Regions from separate parts of the Hordeum vulgare genome. Here region 1 is linked to region 2. A link is a contact called in public Hi-C data. All regions are on one chromosome and are shown on one strand. Each heading gives the region's core, a stretch centred on a gene start, on an enhancer-like site or on the middle of the called end of the contact. The rest is flanking DNA. Distances are from core to core; before and after follow the strand shown.

What was found. A called contact is a pair of places that touch in the nucleus more often than the background predicts.
Region 1: a Hi-C map of leaf shows a contact between it and region 2, with 3 times the contacts expected there. The contact joins two enhancer-like sites. A contact is called at or near these places in 2 of 6 Hi-C or Micro-C datasets (leaf and seedling).

Annotation. Positions count from the first base shown.
Region 1 is chr3H:196,028,881-196,032,871 of MorexV3_pseudomolecules_assembly, reverse strand. No RefSeq gene overlaps it. Among protein-coding and RNA genes, the nearest start is that of LOC123443496, 120 kb to the right of the region's middle. Within about 2 kb of position 1,636, at least 3 of the 3 cell types and tissues checked have open chromatin away from gene starts, as enhancers often do. A contact at or near this core is called in leaf and seedling, where this site is marked.
Region 2 is chr3H:195,534,146-195,538,273 of MorexV3_pseudomolecules_assembly, reverse strand. No RefSeq gene overlaps it. Among protein-coding and RNA genes, the nearest start is that of LOC123439782, 72 kb to the right of the region's middle. Within about 2 kb of position 1,438, at least 3 of the 3 cell types and tissues checked have open chromatin away from gene starts, as enhancers often do. A contact at or near this core is called in leaf and seedling, where this site is marked.

The DNA of each region.
Region 1 (3,991 bases), core at 387-2,886, 490 kb before region 2:
AATTCTTGAGTCAAGTTTATTCCATAAGTGTCCATTATATCTACCTATATACGGTATTACCCTTTGTTTCAAGTAAATTTACATGTGTCATCTCTAAACCTTCAAATAAACATATGTTTAGTGTGTGTGCACTACTCGTGAAGCTACGGGGCGGTAAGTATATTCCATGCTAAGTGAATTATTTTCATAATGAATGTTTATTCACTTGTCATTGCACGAGAGAGGTTGATAATTGGAATGCCCAATCCTACTCAAACATAATAATAATAAATAATAAAATAAAACTACCTCTGGAAAGTTGATTGTTTGGAGGACATCCGTGAATTCAGCTAGCCATGCCTTGTGTTTGTACGGTTGAGGGGGGGGTAAACTTTTCATTTCCGCATGGAAACCGTCAATAATGTGTTAAACATGAAACATGTTGAAAATTCATTATCGTGACGTTTACAGGAAAAGCACATCACTCAAGGACAAGCATATCATATCTAATGTGATATGTCTTCAACGAATCTATAATTTAATAAAGCTATTTATAAAAAAAACTTTCTGATATTTGTCAAGAGTGTGGCATTTTTTATTTTCTGATTTTTTTCATGGCATACCTCAAACAATAAATAAATATATTTATAGTGGACCTTGGGCCAAATGGGGTCCCAAAAAAATTAAGGAGCTGACATAGGGGCGCGCTTTTGACAGGCAGGCCATGGTGGTTGCAGGCCGGGGTTGCCCGGCCTCAAAGGGCCACCATCCTCGACACCTCCGGCACGCACAACGGCCCTTAGGTTAGCAATGCTGCACTTTTCAAGCGCAGGACTGAAACAACCCGTGAACAAACGGGCCCTGTATAAACGCCACCTCAGTCAACTCCTGCCCCCCAAAGCATGGGGTGACAGGCCCGAACTACCAGGCCCGGCGATGAAAAAGGCACGCCGCTAATTTTAAGTCCGGTTTGAGTGACTCAAATTTCCGATGTGGGATTAATAATTTGTACTTGTAATAGTACGGAGTAGTGCGCACAAAGTATCGTGCATAACCGCTGCTCCGGAATCCAGCATGATTGGATACACAGGTAATCGCGACCCGAGGCTCATGATTGCCCGTTCAGCCGCGACCGAATACTGGTAATGAGCGGGACTGATGGTGATTTTCCCGCTTAATTCCCCAACAGCGACGAGCACGAGCTGCCAGCCTCCGCTGGCCAGCATGAACGCACCCATACCCATGTGCCACCATATTTCCGTCGAGAGCGACTGGGGGTGGTGCAGTGCCGGTTCGCGAGCCAGAACGAAGCACGGTCCAAATCTCGCAGATATACATGGCTTCCAACCTGGGTGAATGCGACAGCGCCGTGCATGCCGATGCTTGTGCTGTGACCGGTTTCGGTTCAATCAATGGCCCAGGCTCCACGTCCACTAGCGCGGAGCTAGGCATCAGTTGGTTCCGTTGCGCCCGACGGGGACACCAACAAGGTAAAGTTGCCACCCAGCTCGATCGGATCTTTGTTTAGCCTGAGCTGATGGAAACAACGGCCAAGACAAGATCGCTCTTATCCCATCACGAGTTAGCCTAGTGACTTGGAGGCAGGAAATCCATCACGAGCACATGGGGTGCGCACATCGGGCACTCGCTAGCTCCGTGTGAATGTGATCTAGGCCTGGTCTGGTTCATGTTCTCGGCCGAGTCACGGGCGCCGTGTCGTGCCCATCGGCATCAAACAACATGCACGCCTCGATCAATCGTTTCACGCATGGCCGCTAGTACTAGCTGCTAGCTAAAGCCAGCTACGCAGCTGACTGATCCGACGCGGAGAACGGGCCCTACGTTGCGTACAGAAAAGGAAATTATCTTACAAATGGCCCCTCGAGGAAGACTCTTATTTTCTTACTTGACTCCTTTGTTCAGGCGTGACCGTACGACATGTAACGTAAACGTATAACGTGATTTATAGAAAAGCATAGATAGACTATGACTTGTTCATGCCTTGACGTATACTTCAAGATGATCATGTATTCATATATGTGTGCCCACGAGGCTCAAGCAATACAACAACTATTCCAGCAATCCATATTTTCCCGTTCAATATGGTATCTGCCGCAAGTTCCTAGACCTAGCCGGCGCACCACTACTTCGACACCACTGCGCCCATGACTAACTCGGCGCCTCCTTGCGCCTGCGGCTCCACGGCGACTTCCTCGACACCGGCTACCCCGACTTGACATCGACCATGGCGTTCTTCGCACGACTACCTCGACCACGGCTACACCACCCTACGCTCTCGGCTACCTCGACCAACGCACAAAGGGCTACCGCCTTGCTTGAGCAACCTCATCGGTTTCCACTCTGGCCACAACTTCCACGATGCATCGACCGTTACGACTGTGGGGGATGACCGTCGGCTTACCTTAGGATTCTTCTCCAGTCTCACCGTGTGCGTCGTTACCGTTGTGACTGCGGGGGGATGTTGAGTAACGTGATTGTTTAAGAAAGCATATATAGACTAGGACTTGTTCCTGCCTTGACTTGTACTCGAAGATGATCATGTACTCCTATATATATGCCCACAAGGCTTAAGGAATACAACAACTATTCCACCAATCCCTATTCTCCCGTTCAATAGTATGCACGCCTTTCTCTTAGACGGCTTTGACCGGTAGAAGTCCATGATCGTCGGTCACGCTATCAGCGTGGAGCCGCCCTGAAGTGTCGGATGAAATGACGCTATCAAAGTTCTTATGTCACGTCTTGTAGTTAGGCGTTGTCGACCCTTGAAACATCATTTTCCTAGGCGTTGTTGAATCGGAACACATTTGTTTCATAAGCGTTGATATCTACAAAATTGTATCGTCTCGCTTTCTATCTGCGCCTCTACTGTCTTGATTACCCGCTGTATATACCGGCGCATTTTATTTGCAAGAGTGTCTACCATATTTGACACACGTTAGACCATCTAATATTGAGTAGTGGTATCATTACTCTAGGAGTATCTAGATGAATTGGCACCTTTTGATTGTTTAAATATTGTTGCCCTTGCATCACCCATCCATAGCCCCCCTCCCCTCCCGCAAAAGCATCATTTTTGCTCTCCTCAGCCTCTTCCACTCTCAATCTGAATCCATCAAGGAAGGATGTCATCGTCATTGACCATCAAGGACGTCCTCAATCCCTGTGTCCGTCGGAGCTTGTTCGCATCCGCATCTACGAAGCAAGTATTTGCCTATGTTGTCTTCGTCAACTCAGTTTTTCAGGTCTACAACATGAATTTCTTCTGTAGGCATTAGTCCATGCTGTAAATCTTGTAAAAGTTCATTAAATGTGGAGATGGATAATCTTCGAATGGTCCGGTGCATTGTGCATAAATCATCTTTCTGTCAACTAGAACCTGAGCCATGGCTAGAAGACTCGATCACCATTTATAATTTGAGAGAGAAGCTTGTGGAACATGGTTTACTCTGTAATGATTTCATTTACTATTGAAGCAGGGATTACCCAAGTGACGGGATCAAGTGGAACTTCAGCACCAAGAATAAGTTCACCTCAGGTCACAAGAGGATGTTGGAGTCAAGTAATGAGATGGTGATGAGGAACCCTAGGTAAGGGTCAGGTTCAGTTCAAGTGGGTGGTTGCCGAGCTTCAGCTCAAGTGGGTGGTTGAGGTTAAACACCGGTGAGAGGATGAGTTTGACCGAACTCACTGACAACGGCACAATCGGGAAGATGATCAAAGAATACGAACCATTTTCAGTTGGTTGAATTGCATTGTTACAATAGACCAGATTGGCTTTTAGTTGCTCCAACTACAAAAGTTGATGCTTTTAACAACTCTTAATTTCATATTTGAAGTTGTTTCATTATGATTTTTCATTGATTTAGAACGTGTACGCCCTGTTGTGTGAAAACTCTAAACTTTCCATTGCGGTGCTATAATGTTATGATTTGTGCTATTCATGTTCTTTTACGTTCAATGTGTTTGTAATTACGATAGGGTATCATTC
Region 2 (4,128 bases), core at 189-2,688:
AAAGGATTGGCTTCTCGTCTTATTAGAAATGCACTGCTCACATCGAGATGCTTTCTTATGGAGTACACGGTGATCTTATCGATGAGTACGTCCGTATGAGTGAGTCTACATGCCTAGAGTCATTATACAAATTCTACAAGGCTATGATTGCAGTGTTTGGCCCCAAGTATTTGAGAGAGCCGACTGATGCAGACATAGCCCGCTTGTTGACGACTAATGCCAGCGGGGGCTTCCCATGAATGCTTGGCAGCATAGACTGCATGCACTGGATACGTAATAATTGCTCTTCTGCTTGGCAAGGCCAGCACAAGGACCATGCCAAGGCTTGCACCGTCATACTTGAGGCCGTGGCCTCTCAAGATCTCTGGATCTGGCATTCTTTCTTTGGCATGGCCGGATTGCTCAATGATATCAACGTGCTTCAACGATCGCCGGTGTTTATAAGGCTTGCCGAAGGCAACAGTCCGCCAGTCAATGTTAACATCAATGGTCACAACTACAACAAAGGATACTATCTAGCTGACAGAGTCTATCCACAGTGGACCGCTATTGTGAAAACAATCTCCAACCTTGTCGGAGAGAAGAGGAAAAGATTTGCCCAAGAGCAAGAGAGTGCTAGGAAGGATGTCGAGCGTGCCTTTGGTGTTCCGCAATCTCGATGGGCATAGTTCGGTATCATGCTAGAACTTGGAGCACCAAAAAGTTATGGGAAGTGATGACTGCTTGTGTGATCATGCACAATATAATAGTAGAGGATGAGCGCCCGGAATGTCTACACGGTCAAGGGTTTGAATTTCAGGGTGACAATGTGGTGCCTCAGCATGGCGGAGAAGCGGTATCGTTTGCACGGTTCACCGAGTTTCTTCATGAAATGCGTGATTTGAAAACCCATATTTAGTTACAAGATGATTTGGTTGAGCATATATGAAATCATGTTGGCAATTAATAGGTGTATTTTGTAGACAATTTAATTTTTATTGGGCTTGTAAAACTTTGCTATATTTTATTTTTAATTGTGAAACTACGATATATCATTTGTTGTTGCAAAATATGAAAAATATCTGTATTTGTTCAAAAACCGGCGGCTAGCCGACCAGACGGACAAATATGGATCGACACGTTAGACGCGCTGTCATCCCAAATCATAACCGGAACGGATACGCGAGGCAATCAAACGAAAAGCGAACGAAATCACCTTTCGTTTGGATCGGTTGGAGTTGCTCTAAAGTTGTGGTGAGCGCCTTGAGGCAAAGCACAGACATGGGTTCATGGCCGCAGCGAACTCGTGTCAACCAGAGACCAGTTCACACACAGACGCAGCTGCGTGTGCGTGATCACTTCCAGCGTGATGGAGAGGAGAGGCCCACGGGAGGAGGATGGATGCAAGGCATGGGAGCACAGTACTACAGTACACTAGACAGGCATGTGGGCCCCGGCGCATGTGCTGAAAGGGCCTTTTGCCATGTTCACCGCTGCGAATGCAGTGTCCTTTCCCAAACTGTAGAGTAATTAACTAGTACCAGTAGTACATGATTACATTACCACTTCTAGTTTAAGAAGGTTTTTGTACTCCCTTATTTTGAATCGTAGTATATGTTTTTTTGTACCCTGCTGCAGGCGCACGACGTGGGGCGTCAGGCTTTAGCCCTTGACCGCCGTCCAAGCCTAATCCAAAGCCCAGGCAATCCTTTCCCAACCTAGACAGGTGGGCGGCAACAACATTCCGCCTAGATGCGGTTTCTTTACCGTTTCTACCGACCGACATCCTCACCCACGTACGCCGCGTGGGCTAGCGTATTTCCCTGCTTCATCCCCGGCGAGCAAAATTTGCAGATCGTGTTGTTTCCCATTTTGCGCGCGGAGGCGCCCCTAGAACCGCAGGAATCACGGGCCCTGAATACCGTGGTGTACTGTTTCCCGCCGTGGCTTGGTGTGTTCTTCCTCCCTTTCTCTGCCCTTGTGTCATGTGCTAGTGGTTTGCTTAATCATGGATGGCCGAGTGCCCGTTTATAAGGGCGAAAGAAAGCAAAAAAAAAAAAAAAAAAAACAATCAAGGCTCCGGTGCTCCCCCGCGCTTTTCGGTTGCCGTGTCCGTGTGGGGGCAGTTGGTACGATGATTGCCGGGTTCCGTGCCCCCAAGCCGCAAAGCCAAGCAGAATTTGCGCCTGGCATCCATCCGATCCAGAGCGCCGACGGGATGTGTCGTTCCTTGGGGATTCGCCGTTTCCATCTGGATTTGGTGTCAAAATTGGTGATTTCGGTAGGGTAAACTCACTCGCGTACCAGGGTCGGTCTGAAGATAATCCAAGTGTACCATGGTCAGGCATGCTACTACGCGAGAATAGAATATCTTCCCCACGTGAAAGCACGGCTAGTTTAAGCTCTCAGGCGTCGGAGGTCAAGGAGTACGTCAATCTAACTTGACTCGTTTGACTAATTGGTCACTCCTACCATCACCGCATTCAAGCGGACAGCGCTTCCTGTTAAATATACATAGTTAAGACAAGTTGCGCCAGCTGTTGTGTTGGGTCCATGCATCATCATATTAGACAGAGCTTAGCTTGTTCCTGAAAAAGTTGAACAACACATGCAAAGTTCGTTGGACCCTAGGACGGCACGGCACGGCACGGCAGCATTCCCATATGTGTCCTACTCCTATCTGCTAGCTGTTCGTGCGTGCATGTGCGACGGCACCTGTAGACTCACTAATGCTGGGCTGTGCGCAGCGCTGTAATGCTGTGTCCGTCGGTCGTGGCGATGCGTATGAGACGATACCAGTCCAAGATGCCGCTGATTTATCCCGAAATATACGATTGTTTTATCGTTAAAGGTCGGATTAGGCAGTCGTCTGATACTCTGATTGCAGGCCCTCGTGGATGCAATGCATTTCTGTCCTTTCCATATGTCATTGGCTCATTGCTACACCCTACATAGTGATATTGACATACTGTGACTGTCATACTGTATGGTTTCTGGTTAGGCGCCTGCGCATGCATGGTTTGATTGGAGAAGGCTATCAATGAGGGATCATACTTGTGATGTACTTCCTCCGTTTTTAAATACAAGTTTTTTATAAAATTTTACTAAGGAATTAGATACGGATGTATATAGATATATTTTAAAATATAGTTTCACTTATTTTGCATCGTACGTAGTCCTTATTAAAATCTCTAAAAAGATTTATATTTAAGAAGGGGGGAGTAGAACACATGTGCGTAGAGACAGAGAGCGATTCCATTGTGATGTTGTCCAACACAATCACAATGTTTGGTTGGGCTGCATATGTAGATCTGCAGCCAGGATCCATGATCCGCCCCCGGATCAAGGAATCCGATGAAGATATATGTGTCCAACGTAGTATGGTAATCACGTATGATTAGTGGGTAGAACAAAAAAGAGAACAATTAAACGTGGCCAATTGGTCACAACTGATAAGCCTAACTGACAATAACACCTTATTTAATCAGACGTGGGGCACTGCACATGTACACCAGTACATTCCATGCGGAAAAACGACTGTTATCCAAGACATTTTGGCGGGAACAAGGGATCATTACGGTCTCCGTGTTAATATCCCTGAACTTCTTAAGACTAGCCCTACGTTAATTACGAACGGCACCTGAGATTTCTTGGTGGAGCGGAGTCGATCAGCTGGCTAGCTTGCCGCAGGTGCAGGTGCGGAGGTGCCGGTGACAGAGCATTGCCATTGCGTTGTCCTTGGCTTAACGTAAAGTGCATGCAGGATCAGACGCAACCCATCCACCAGCTTATATGGTATAAGTAGGTACGTGCTGTCATGACAACATGGAGACTTAAACATCTTGGAATTAGCACGCGGCCGTTTGTAGCTCAAGCATTATGCTCGGCAGGAGGGGCCTGGCTATTGGCTCAAGTTAAGGGTGTTTTGGAGGGATCCGGCAGAGATCTGGGGTTCAATGGTTGAATCACCGTGCACTGTCGTCGGTGCCTGAGTGCCTGTCGGGTTAGGTAATTATCAGTGTCTGCAGCATGTGAACTCTTGGGGACGGCTGACGTGAGGATGGATGGCGACAAGAAAAATTCTCAGGATCACGACCATGCGAGTGCTGAGTGCTGACCCACTTGATTATTTTTCTTCTTTAATAAAAC